Linked DNA regions of Mus musculus: region 1 is linked to region 2. A link is a contact called in public Hi-C data. All regions are on one chromosome and are shown on one strand. The core of a region is the stretch at or near the end of the contact, and the rest is flanking DNA. Distances in the headings are between cores, read along the strand shown.

Evidence for each region. A called contact is a pair of places that touch in the nucleus more often than the background predicts.
Region 1: a Hi-C map of the N1E-115 cell line shows a contact between it and region 2, with 4 times the contacts expected there. The contact joins two enhancer-like sites. A contact is called at or near these places in 3 of 39 promoter capture datasets (3T3-L1-derived adipocytes, HPC-7-derived erythroid cells and hippocampal neurons), 4 of 484 Hi-C or Micro-C datasets (8-cell embryo, the N1E-115 cell line, adipose-derived mesenchymal stem cells and 1 more) and 2 of 115 datasets of contacts at active chromatin or transcription factors (cardiomyocytes and embryonic midbrain).

Annotation. Positions count from the first base shown.
Region 1 is chr5:113,466,605-113,472,724 of GRCm38.p6, forward strand. The region is part of intron 1 of Gm30812 (a long non-coding RNA gene); the gene reads left to right. Among named protein-coding and RNA genes, the nearest start is that of Gm30812, 5.0 kb to the left of the region's middle. Within about 2 kb of position 1,572, at least 30 of the 459 cell types and tissues checked have an H3K27ac peak or open chromatin away from gene starts, as enhancers often do. A contact at or near this core is called in the N1E-115 cell line, where this site is marked.
Region 2 is chr5:113,606,084-113,612,946 of GRCm38.p6, forward strand. It overlaps Gm42002 (a long non-coding RNA gene), which reads left to right. Exons shown (of 3, transcript XR_878689.2): 3 at 3,873-4,909. Cmklr1 (chemokine-like receptor 1) reads right to left here. Exons shown (of 3, transcript NM_008153.3): 3 at 6,272-6,863. Among named protein-coding and RNA genes, the nearest start is that of Gm42002, 6.3 kb to the left of the region's middle. Within about 2 kb of position 2,023, at least 66 of the 459 cell types and tissues checked have an H3K27ac peak or open chromatin away from gene starts, as enhancers often do. A contact at or near this core is called in the N1E-115 cell line, where this site is marked.

The DNA.
Region 1 (6,120 bases), core at 322-2,821, 140 kb before region 2:
CACACAGAGGATTTGGCCACAAGAAGCAACTCTCCCTGAAACTCTACTGGTCCCAAATAAATACAAAGAAGAACAAAAAGCCTCATTAATCTTTTAAAGAGATCATCCGAGCCTGGGAAAATCCTGATTCTCAGAGAGGCTTCTGGCAGATCAGTGGCCATCAGCCTTCCACTGTTAATCCACCTGCTGTCCAGGGTGAACCCAAGCCGGCCTCACCCGCAGCCCTGCTTAACCCTCTCGCTGCTCGGGATTGTCATAACCATCCCCACCATGGAGATTCCCCCAGCAGCTCCCACTACAGTAGAGGGAGAAAATCACCCAGCCCTGCCCACAGCTGAAGCCTGAAGCTCTGGGTGCTGTCTTCTGTCCCCCCCCCCCCCCACACACACACATATTCTTGGTGATATGGGGGTGTTGAGGTCATAACTCGGAGATTCATTTGCCCTGCTGGATTAAAAACCTCCACTGTGATTGGCCCCTGAAGCTTATCCCAGCCTTGCCCAAAAGTTAGATGCCTTACAAAGACTCTCTTCACACTACGGGCTAATAGATGGCCAAGGATTTTCATTTCGAGTTTCCCTTCCCACTGCCGGGCACTCTGCAGAGCTGCAAGCACGCCAAAGCTGGTTTAGCACTTGATGTTGCTTTGTTTTCCTGGTGAGCCTGTAAGATGCAGCTGCTGTCATAGCCATGGCACCAGAGGCTGGAGCTTCCATGGGGGACCCTGCTCAAAGTCACACTGCAATGCTGAATATGTGCTCTCTCTCTCTCTCTCCCTCTCTCTCTCTCTCTCTCACACACACACACACACACACACACACACACACTCACTCACTCACACACACACTCTCACAAACACACACATACACACTCACTCTCACACATGCACACAACACACACACACACTCTCACAAACACTCACACACACTCACACACACTCATACACAGCCCAGGTTTCGGTGTGCATGTGTCCAGCCCCTCCCACACCTGCTCCAGACCCTTCTTAGCAAAGATTCTCAGAATTCCCATAACTCCGTTAAAGAAGTACAACCCTGGATAGGAAGGATCATTGGTCCTGTCCTTCCATCTCTGATTTCCTCCACAACAGAGGTCAGCAAGCCAGGATCCAGACCCACCAGGCTGTAAATAAGGCTTTATTTAAACAGGCTTAGCCACAGGCAGTACTTAAGCGTTTTGTGTGCTGCCTAAGAGGAAAAGGCAAAGACACCCACTTCATAATAAGAGCTCTCTAGAGGCTCAGATTCCCAAAAGAGAGACAATGTATCCTAAGACATTTCAAAGCCAGGAGTCAGTCTAGAATGACAGTCGTGCTGACTAAGCAGTTGAAACATCTTAAGGTGAGCCCCTCCTCCATGCCTCTGCCTGACCTAGTGCTGCCGCCCTGTCAGGACCAGAGTCCTCACACAGATCGTCTGCCCCGTGTCCCGCACGCTGCCTGCTGGTCCGGAAGTTCTCCAGGACTGGGAAATTTAAGGGCTTATGGGAAAGTTAGGAAGTAAGACAGGCTGTTAGGTAAAACAAAGAACTCAGCCCACACAGGGAATCCCAGCTTGGGAGGCTCAGCAGGAGGATTACCTTGAGTTTGAAGCTAGGCAGGGCTGCACAGCAAGACCTCATCTCTGTAAGCCAAGGAAGAAAAAGAGCTGAGGGGGGAATGGGGACAGGAAACAGAAACAGAAAAACAGACAGAAGGGCAGAAAAGGAAAGAGGGTGGAAGACAGGAGAATGAGAGGGTATGGGGTGTGATGGGGGTGGGGGAACAAGCTCAGGGGATAGCTCCTACTCCAGAATGCTGAAGAGTTTTAAGAATCATGTGGCTCCAGGGACTCTCTGATGAGGGCCATTTTAGAAGAAGCACCGGAACTTTTGACCTGGCCCTGATGGCAGAGCACCAGTCTCAAGAAAAGATCACTGGTCCCTTGCTCCTTCCCACTGGGTGGGGCTGGGTCGTTGCGGGGCAAGCTTTGGAGATCACTTGCACCCTAGCTCTGCAGCTGACTAGCTATGGAGGACCCACCCTAAAGCTGCCTTCGTGCCTCGTGCCCGTCAGCCATCCAAGACCCTGCCTTATGGATGGAGAAACTGAGGCTTCTTTGCCATGGCATGCCTCTGGCCATAGAGGGTCTCCATAGTGGGGAAGTTGCCATGGTGATGCAGTCTCTTACTCGGGTGGAGTCTGGTTTCATTACCCTTAGCATGGGGTCCACAGAGGCTGAGGCAGCCACACCCCCTTCCTCACCACAGCTCCAAGGAGAAAGATGTTAACCAAATATCCTCCATGCTGTAAGTAATTGGAAGTCATAGTGAACTGTAGCCAGGGCTGGTTACGCCTCTGACCAAACATAGTTTATTTTGAGCATCTGTGACTGTTATTAATAAATAAGAGCTCTAGAGTTCATTGCTAAACCGAGACCCACTCCTTTACCACACTAGGTTCAGGCACGACAAACAAAATCACGCCACGCAGACACCCACCCTAACCTGAAGGAGTCGACCTACTTGAACCCAGCCCAAAATCTTTTGTTAATGTCTCCCAGCTCCATCATGCGTTTCTGCCTGCATTGGATACTGGAGCTGGTGGAGATGAGCTCTAGAGAAGGAATGGAGGGAGTACCATCCCCCTCGCCAGCTGCTGAGTGCCTTCAGTGAGTGGGGGGGGGGGGGTCCTAGAATGAAAATTGAAAACAGCAGAGGTCCCTCTGGGCAGGACATTCCACTCCTTTAATGCATCTTTCCCAAGCCCACATGGTTTCTCATCAGCCACAGCCCTGCACATCACAGGCTCATAAATGCTGTTTCCCTTGCCAATGATTGGCTGAGAGTGAGCATGTGACTCACTATAGCCAATGATTGGCTGAGAGTGTGCATGTGACCCAGTATAGCCAATGATTGGCTGAGATTGAGCATGTGACTCAGTATAATGCGGAAGACACCTAGGCTCTTTCGAAAGACTAAGTCCATTAGCGAGGCCACCCAAAAGCCCACACACTCGGCTGGAGCTAAGGCCAGGTGGTTAATAGCACATCCCGCTCTTGCAGAAGACAAAGTTCACTTCCCAGCTTCCACATCAGGAGGCTCATGGTTGCCTGTGACTCCAGCTTCAGAATACACACACACACACCTTAAAACATCTTAAGAAGGAAGGACACCCCCCCCAACTATACTCTGGGAGCTTGGAGTGGATAGAACCCCGCAGAGGGGAGTCATACTGCCAGAAGATTCCAGTGGATAAACAGGCAGAGTGCAGCCAGGTGGGGATGGCGCTCATTTGTTCTGCCCAGTCTACACCCAAACGCTGCTCTAGTACAGACTTCCTTCCTGGGTCACTCGGCTTCCTTCACTTGACCCCACAGCATCACAATCACAACTCTGTCTCTGTAGAACAGTGAGGGCACAGAGCAGCAGGCACGCTGCCCAGGGTGACACAATGGGATCTTCTACCATTGCCCCAGAATCCTCTGCCTTCACCTCCCTCCACCAGAACTGACACATAGCCGAGCCCTAAGAATGGACATTCTGACAGTTACAGCCATTGAGTAGCCAAGGTGGCCTGTGCTGAATGCTGAGGGAATGGAGACCCAATCCCCAAAGAAGGAAGGGAAGACAGCAATGACAGAGTATGATTGACAGGTAGGAGAGATCACAGGGGCTGGTCAAGGCTTTGCCAGCCACCGTGCCTGGGGCAGTGATACTGTAAAAAACATGCCTGACATTGAGACGGCATGGTCTCTTCCTGCTGTGGGTGGACCATATCCAGTCACCTGTCAATCCCTTTGCTAGGGAAATAGGAGTAGTTGTCAAACATTCAATGTGTCCTTGCAAGGTGCTCCGGGGAGGACTCCAGGTGGTCCTAACGATGATAACAGAACAGCATAGAATCACACTGCACAGTGCTGGCCCAAGTCACCATCAGCTGTGTGGCCTCAGCCATTCCCTGTCCTCTGAAGGCTGTTCACATGTCCTTCTGTGAAATCATGGGAAATTCCTTGACTCTATGATGAAGATGTCAGGAAAGAAGATGGAGCCCTCTGCCCCCAGCTACAACCATGACTGTGCTTTCTCGTTCCATGGCTCCGGGGGGGGGGGTTGTCTCTCTAAAATCTTCTTTGAAGAGGTTCCTGATACTAAAAAGGGGGACATGGAGGAAAGGGTGAAGGGGATGAGGAGGAAGAGGAGGAGGGTGAGAAAGAAGACAGAATAGGAAGAAGAGGCGACATGGAGAAGGGAGTGGGGGGCGAAAAAGAGGAGGAGGAAGGGAGAGAGGGGAATGTGGAAATGGGAAGGGTGCCCACCGCCCACGGGGCAGGGTGAGAGGAAGCAATAGAAGAATAAGAAGGGGAGGAAAGGGATGGGGGGGTGGCAGGGAGAAGAGAGACAACTCGAGAGGAGGGAAGAGGGGAAGAGAGAAAAGGGAAAAGTTAGAAGAGGTAGAGGCAGGGTAAACAACACCAGCTCAGAAGCCCCTGGTAGAAGATTTTCTGTTACTCGGTGGCTGTACTGGCTGGTTTTGTGTGTCAACCTGACACAGGCTGGAGCTATCACAGAGAAAGGAGCTTCAGTTGGGAAACAGCCTCCGTGAGATTCAGCTGTAGGGCATTTTCTCAATTAGTGATCAAAGGGGGAGGGTCCCTTGTGGGTGGAGTCATTCCTAGGCTGGTATTCTTGGGTTCTATAAGAAAGCAAGCTGAGCAAGCCAGGAGAAGCAAGCCAGTAAGAAACATCCCTCCATGGCCTCTGCATCAGCTCCTGCTTCTTGACCTGCTTGAGTTCTTGTCCTGACTTCCTTTGGTAATGAACAGCAATATGGAAAGTGTAAGCTGAATAAACCCTTTCCTCCCCAACTTGCTTCTTGGTCATAGTGTTTTGTGTAGGAATAGGAACCCTGACTAAGACAGTGGCTAAGGGCACCATCTTAGAAGTCTCCCCAGGCCTGGATCCTCTGCTGCCAGACAAGAATGTAGCCTTTGCTCTGACCCTGGCCAGGAGGGGGCGCTGGAACTCCTTTCATTTTGACAGTCCAGGAGGGTATTTAATTTGCACTTTCCTAACGCTGGGGAATGTGAGCATCTTTTCCTTTGTTTCTTAGCCACATGGATTTTGTCCATAAAATCCTAACTTTCCCTCTTCTCTTTTCTTCTTTTTTTCTTTTCCTTTTTTCTTTTTTTGCCATTTGTCGCGTGTGTGTGTGTGTGTGTGTGTGTGTGTGTGTGTGTGTTTAACACTGTGGATATAATCATAAATCTAATATAGTCATGCAATATGGATTTTTTAAAAGATATTTATCTTACTAGTAGTCCAGGCTGGCCTTGAACTTATAAAAATCCTCCTGCCTCAACATCTGAGAGGGCTGGGATTTCAGGTATGAGCTACCATGCCCTATATATAGTGTGGATTTTAAAAATCTTTTACTGGCTTTTGCTTTGTTTTTAATCTCATGATAAGGGCACAGACTGTACTATCCTGGGAGGATTAAACAGCTTAATTTGGGATTCCTGGTGTATTATCAGATAGTTTATTCTGTTACTGACCAGCTCAGAGCACAGGGATGTGGTTCTGTGGTTATTCGGATATGTGCGCATCTTTGGAGTTGGTTACAATCCTAAGGCCAGGCAAAGTGATCTGTAGGAATTCCCCGTGAAGAGGCACTCAAAACCTGGAACCTGGCTGACCTGTGTCTACTTGGTTGAGAAGTGGGTGGCATGACTGATCCACGCTGGGCACTATGCTCTAGAGGCAGCATCAAAGATACGCTCATCCCTGGGAGGTGGAGGCCAGTGGGAATTCTCTATGAACAAGAGAAATTAGCAAGGTAGCACCTGTGAATCATCTCGGCTGGTCAGTCCTGCCAGGGACACCGCTTGTGGCAGAAGCAGACCTCACCAAACATGAGCCGGTATCCGGGTCTCTGGTTGCTGGGTTACACCAGCAGGGAGCGCTGGGTTATATCAGCATTGGTTGCTGGGTTACACCAGCATGCACTTGTACCATTTTGTATCTATTTCTCGTTCTGATGAGGCTACTGTGTAACAAATAGCCCTAGAAAGGTTGGAGATAAACAGCAACAGTGTGGCAGCATGGCCAGCCACTCTGATTTGCTGT
Region 2 (6,863 bases), core at 773-3,272:
AATGTTGTCCTTAGAAGAGTTGTCTTGGTCATGGTGTCTGTTCACAGCAGTAAAATGCTAATGAATACAACTAGTATCCACTGCTCTGTGCTTCTTGGCTAGAAAGCAGGGTGACTCCACGCCATGGGTGGGTGACACTCTGGAACTGAATCAAAATAACCCCTCCCTTCTTAAAGTCCCTTGTCAGGGATTTGCTCACAGCTAATGCTCACACATCTGTGGCAGCCAAAAGTACAAGGAAAAGGCTGAGCCATCGAAAGAAGGTGCAGCTGGCATGGCTCATCTTGGGACTGATGGATTGTGGGACCAGTTGAGTACAGAGGATGTGGGGAAGGCTTGACCAGACTGACCATAAAATCCCCTGTATAGGTGACATTTGTTATAGAACAAACTGTTTGAAGAGATCTGTTTACACCTTGAAAGAATCGAGGGAAATGGCATGAGATTTATAACAGGGTCACTATTTGAAAAGAAACCAGTGACCTTTAAAAAAAAATGTTATGTGCATGAGTGTTTTGCTCACAGATGTCTGTGCACCACATGTGTGCCTGGTGCCCGTGAAGGTCAAAAGAGAGCAGCAGGTCATCCTATAGTCATGGGGCGGGTCCTGAATGGGGGTCAGGGAGTAGCCAGAAGATGAGAGGATAAAGTCAGGAAAGTCTCAGACCAAGAAGTCTCACACAAGCTGATGGCTCCTGCAAGCAAGTTTATTAACAAGTACAGCGCCTTATACAGTATTTCCAGGGGAGAAATGGGACAGAGTCATCAGAAACTATCAAACGCTAGGATGAAGTCAGCAGGAAGCTAATCCAGCAGCATCGCACAACGGGGACCAGGTATCTCAAGAACATTATAGACCCACATAGTGGACAAGCTGATCTCTCAGGATCAGGAGCCACAACTCCCTCCAGTCTCTGGCCCTAGGCCATAACCAACTCTGCCAAGTATATTCCTGGTTCTTTCTCGGTACACCAGGGCCTTGGGGAAAGCCTTGCATTCGCCCAACCCTCCACAGGATTCATCAAAACTAGAGTTAAGGACAGTTGTGACCCACCATGTGCATGTCTGGAATTGGCCCTGGGTCCTTGGCAAGAGTGAGGAGTACTCTTAGGCACTGAGCCATCCCTCTAGCTCACAGAAAATAGTGGTTTGAATTCCAGCTGGCTGGGAAGCTGGTGGTCCCTGTGGTGAGAGTGGGAAGGGACCAGAGAGCTCACTCCCCTTGTTCTCCATCACTACTTCAGTTCCTGCCTCCCCTCTAGTGGTCATTCACAAGGGTTGAGGAGAGAGGAGCCATTGGGTCAGACCTCTCCCTAGTCTGAGAATTTGGGGCTGGAAGGGAGTTGCTGGCGGGCAGGCATTGCATTCCAGATTCAGTCTGTACTCCACTCCCATCCCAGAATGGAGTCTTATCTCTCCACCAACAAGCCTTTCTCCCCACTCAGCCTTGGGACCTGGCTCACTTAACAGGAAACAGAATGTGTACTGAGAGAGGAAAGCCATAGCTTGGTTCCCCAAAGCTAGGATTCCCACACCGTTGCAGCCAGCACACAGTATGGGTAGGATTCCCACACCGCTGCAGCCAGCACACGGTTTGGTATGACTGACTCATCAAAACAGGATTGCTGCCTTCTGCTGAGTCCCCAGAGCCTAACAAGCACTCAACCCAAACCAACGGACAGTGTCTGTATGGCTGCCGGTGTCTTCTTCCTTATCCATAAAGAGAAGGCATCTAAGTGGGGTGACTTAGGTTGTATGCTGATGTGTTGCTGTTTCTGACCACGTCTCACCATACCTGGAAACCCATCCCTAGTAAATCCCCCCAGGAAGGCATTGGTACCTGACCAGAGCCTTGTGCTGTAAACATCTGCTACTGACCAAGAGCCATCGGATACTATGGGCCAAGCACTTAGGCCTCCAGTCCCTGTTTCCTGCCTCCCTGCTCCACAGCCCAACATTTGGAATCAAACCAGAAACTCGCTCTGCTCCGTTATTCAGATGCTTGCTGTAAGAAGCCAAGCATCTGTGCGGTGGAAACCAGGACACAGAGAAGCCTTGGGTCTGTCTCTCCCAGCACATCTGGGCTGCAGAGCTTCAGGGCGTCAGGGATCCTCCCGCCTGTGTGAGGACCATCCGCGGCCAGCACAGACCCGATGCCCACTTTGGAGCAGAAGGATGAGCACAGGAAGTCTGTGGTCGAGGCCGTGCCTGCCAAGCCTTTAACAGAATCCTGGTCTGGAAGAGATGAGAAACAATAGGGCTGGGGCGGGGCTGGGGAGAGGCTGGGGCGGGGCATCTGGCTCTTCTATTCCCTAGGTGCAGTAAATCAGCTAGCCAGGAAAGAAGGCCCAGGGAGGCAGAAGCCATTAATGAAAACCTCCTCTACTCTCCTTTGGGGCTTCTAACAGCTTCAGGAAAAACCATAGCTCCTCCATTACCTACATGATCTGGGCCTTGGTTTCCACACCTGTAGAAGCAGGAGGACCCTCGCCCTCTCCACGTGTCACGCAAAGGGGAAGTCTTTGGAACTGGGGTGTTTTGAGATTTCAACCATAGGTGACCGAGGCTTATTCAGTGATGGCAAAATGTGGGCAGCAGCGTTTCCAAGCTGAGCTCCTCTAGGGATTCTGGGGGTGCGGGGCAAGTTAGACACACACATCCCTGCCCTGATGGAGTTCTCCTCCCAACAGGGGACAGACAGGAGACTACTAAAGGCATGGCTAAGTAAAGGTGGCCATGCGTACAGAAAAATTGAGATCTCACCTGTGACCTGAATGGAATGGCAGCCTCAGAGGAAATGGTGGCGCCTCTAGGCTGAGGGGTGACTTGCTTGCTTGGTTTGGGCTGGAGTGTTTGAAGTGAGATGTCATTCTGTAGCCCTGGCTACCTTCCAATTCCCAACTCTCACTGCTTCAATATTTTGATCCCAGGATCCCAGGTGAGCAGCCATGCCCAGTGAGAGGGTGACTTTGGGGGGGGGGTGCATAGAACCTAGGTAAAGCAGCACCAGATGCAGAGATGGGGAGGGGTTTCCCTGCTGTCTGCAAAGCCCCACATCTGCTCTCTTCAGGGACACAGAGGAAAGGTCACTCCTGGAGACACCACGGATCGATTTGCTTCTAAAAGATCTTTTAATTTTTTTTCAAAAGGCATCTTCCTCTCAGACAGACAGATTGAGAGTTTGCCACAGCCCCTGTCATGACTTTGCAGGTCCAGAGACACCCCCTAGACCCACATCCAGGCCAATAGCGAAGACGTAGGAGTATCTTGCCTCTGCCCTAAAATGGGTTTTGCTAAGACCTGCCTCTTCTTCAGCCAGGATTCTGCTCGACCCTGGTGGGGCACATGGTCACCAAAGCTGGTACTCGAGGCTCAGGGGTGAAGAGGGCAGCTTGGTGAGCCCCAGGTATCTAAGCTGATATTTTAAACTGACTCTCAGGAGGGTGTGGACATCCCTCTTGTTGCAGGATATTCTGTGAGGTGGGTGGGGATGTCCCCAAAGCACTACTATCCTGCTCAGTTTTGTGATCTGTGAAATGGGTCAGTGGATACTGAGAAGGGGTGAGCTTGAAGTAGTGTCTGTTCCAAACCCCCAAACCCAAAGGCTGAGAGGAACAGATGGGCAAGCCCTGTAAATGCCATGTCCTCCCCTTCACGGACAGCACAGTCCCTGGACTCATGATCACGTGACTTGAAAGTTTACAGGAGTTGGCAGTGGGAAATGGGGGTGGAGCACAGAGATTGATTAACTTCTTGGGAAAGCAAGAACTTTCTAACAGACAGACAGACAGACAGACAGATGACAGGGTTTGGCTCTCAGCTCTCACTACCCTCACCTTTCTGGATCTCTCTACCTCTTTGTCCATCTACAGACATGGTGCTGGGTCTTACCACAGAGGCTTCTGTAAGGACTCAACGAGATCATGAGACAGAAGTGCTGCCTCTCAACCCAGCTAGGAACTCTCTAGACCTGCGTGTCTTCCTCTCCTGCCAGCTCTGTGTCCCCACCTGCCCAGTGACCAGGCATCTAGGTGGCATGCCTAGGGTTGCCCCCATCCTCTGGAGGAGACACTTCTGGGTGTCCAAGGCTAACCCCCTACAAACACTTGGAATAAATCTTACAGCCACGGCCACCACAGCAGCATTAGCACGGCCACCACAGCAGCATTAGCACGGGCTAATGTATGTATTATTTACAGAGTTTCCTGATGTACTCAGAGAACTCCCCTGAGAAGTATAATTGTGCACAGGGAGGTACGTTTGAATAATATTTACAATTAATTTCCATCAGCAGACTAACACGGCAGGACCTCTGTGCCGCACAGATGGGCCCGGGGTTGCCTTCCCACTAACCGCTCCCCTGAGAAAGCTCAGAGCTCTCTCCAGCTCTCTGGGGCTACCCGCTCAATGCTGGAGCCTCCTGGCTCCCTCTCCCCAGCAGAGATGCAGAGGGATCCAACATGCAGGCCTGAGCAGATTAGTCTGCACCCGTGCCTCCCCAGCCCTGGTCTTCTGCCCACCTCCTGCTCCCTGCAGCCCGGCCCTCGGAGCCCTCACATAGCTCTCTCCCTCTCTGGGAGTCCTGTCCTGTCCTGCCGCCCACGCAAGGCCACCCACTCAACAACAGCCCGCTCTCCTGGGACAGCAACAGTCTTCAAATCCCCAGCCTTGGCAAAGTCTGACCCTCCCCATGGGGGTAGACAGATCTACTTGAACCTCATAACCACAGACCCCAAGGTCCTTCTCTTGACAGGGGGGGTCCCTGGGGATGATGTTTCAAGAGAGCCTGGGATGTGGGAAAGAGATGGCTTGGCAGAGATGGAGGTTCTGAGGTGGGGTGGCATTACTCCCTCCTCCCTCCTGTTTTCCTTCCTCCCTCTTATTCTCCCTCCTCCCCCCTGTTCTCTCTCCTTCCTCCTGTCTTCCCTCCTCCCTCCTGTCCTCCCTCCTGCCCTCCCTCCTCTCTCCTGTCTTCCCTCCTCCCTCCTGTTCTCCCTCCTCCTTCCTGTCCTCCCTCCTCTCTCCTGCCCTCCCTCCTCCCTCCTGTCCTCCCTCCTCTCTCCTGCCCTCCCTCCTCCCTCCCATCCTGCTTCCATAGGCTGACAAAAGTGAAGTCTCAGGCAGCAGAGTTGGTTCCAAGCCCCTGAGCCCCACATCACTTCCTAGCTTTTGGCCTTTATTTGAGCTTCTGTGTGACCCACAGGGACACAGTGTCCTCCTCCCCCAGGCCCAAGCACAGATTGGGGTGCCCTCGGCATCTGGATGCTTAGAAGCACACTCCGCTCCCCCCCCACTCCAGTGGTCTCCCCTTCTTGTCCCTTCACATCATGTCCTGCTCCCATGTTCCCTCAGCTCATCGCCCACTCAGTGGGGCAGCCGTGAGGCAGGCTGCCGGGTTCCAGCTCCAGAGAAGGTGCTGCCCGTTAGTCTTTGGAGGGAGCCACCACACTTTGCCAGCTGCTGGGATTATACATAAGAGAAAGGGGGAAGGAGGAGGGGGTGAGGCTATGAGAAGTCATGAGGACAAGACTGAAGGTTTCACTCAGCACTTTGCACGAACGGAAGTCAGAACAGGGGTGTTGTGGTAGCCAGGAGGAAGAGGGTGGGCTCTAGGGAGTGGACATTGACTGGTGTAACACTCCTGTTGGTCAGCTTTTCCAATGGCAACAAGATTTCCTGGTCCCCTGCCTGACCTGGTCAGCCCCAATGTCCGGGAAGTGCACTGTCCAAGACACCATGTGGCCCCAGTCACGGACAGGCGCCTCCGTTGACATGATGAATCCCATACCGTGGCACGCCTCAGTTGCACATCTGTAGCCCTGGGGAGTCGCGGAGAGGGTGACAATGGGAACACAAGGCTATTTTTAAACCACCCTTACTGCTCCCAATCCTTGGTTGTTTGGGCTCTCTCAGAAGCCAGAGGTTCCAGCTTGGATCTGTTCAGAACTGCCTCATCTTAAGACCCGACCAGGGAGGAACAATCTGTCCCCCTGATGAAGTGTGACTCCCAGCAGTCTATAATACGGGAACTGGCTGGGGCCGGAGGACACACATCTGTGTGTTACACCCCGGTGGAAAAGTGGCTTGGAAGGGAACAGAGGACACTGCAGGCCAGAAGACCTTGGACTGGACAGGCTGACCTACCAGGCTCCCTCCCTCTGCTTGCCTAGCAGATTTCAGGGTGTGTGTGATGGGAGCCAGGGAGGCTGGGGCTGGAGAGTACGCCTTTTCTTTGCATATTGTATTACTCTGAAAACAACAAGCAAGACGTCAAAAAGACCATTAAGATGTTTACATGGAAAAAACAGAACAAAACAGCATTTATGGCTAAAACCCCAACCTATTAGTTTCCCCAGACTCTTCATCTTCCTTCGAGCCAAGCCCACTGCGATTCGAATCCAGTCTCTACCAACATCTAACTGGGTCCCCTCGGGCCAGTTGCTTAACCTCTCTGAGTCTCTGCTTGTCCTCATACATATGAGGTTTCTGTGAAGAATAAATGAGAAGGTGCATGTGAAATACTTAACATGCATGGGACATGCTAACGAAGTGCACACCACCCCTCCTCCATGAGGAATGATGTCAAGCCAGACGGAGCAGGGCTCGGGTCTTTTGCTACTGATGAACAGTGTGTGTGTGTGGGGGGGGGGTGAGTGAGCCATTTTCCTGCCAGGGGAGGAAAGCCTGATCCTGGGCTGCCCACGGGGCTGTTGATACATTCAAGGAGGACTCGGGAAAGCTGGTCAGCTGCCCAGATGACCAGCCAGACAGCCTTGGGAAGACACTCTGAAGATGGAGTCCCAAAACTCCGTTCTAGACCAGTCTCTGGGACATTCTAAGCCCTTTTTCCAGCCAGCATTGAG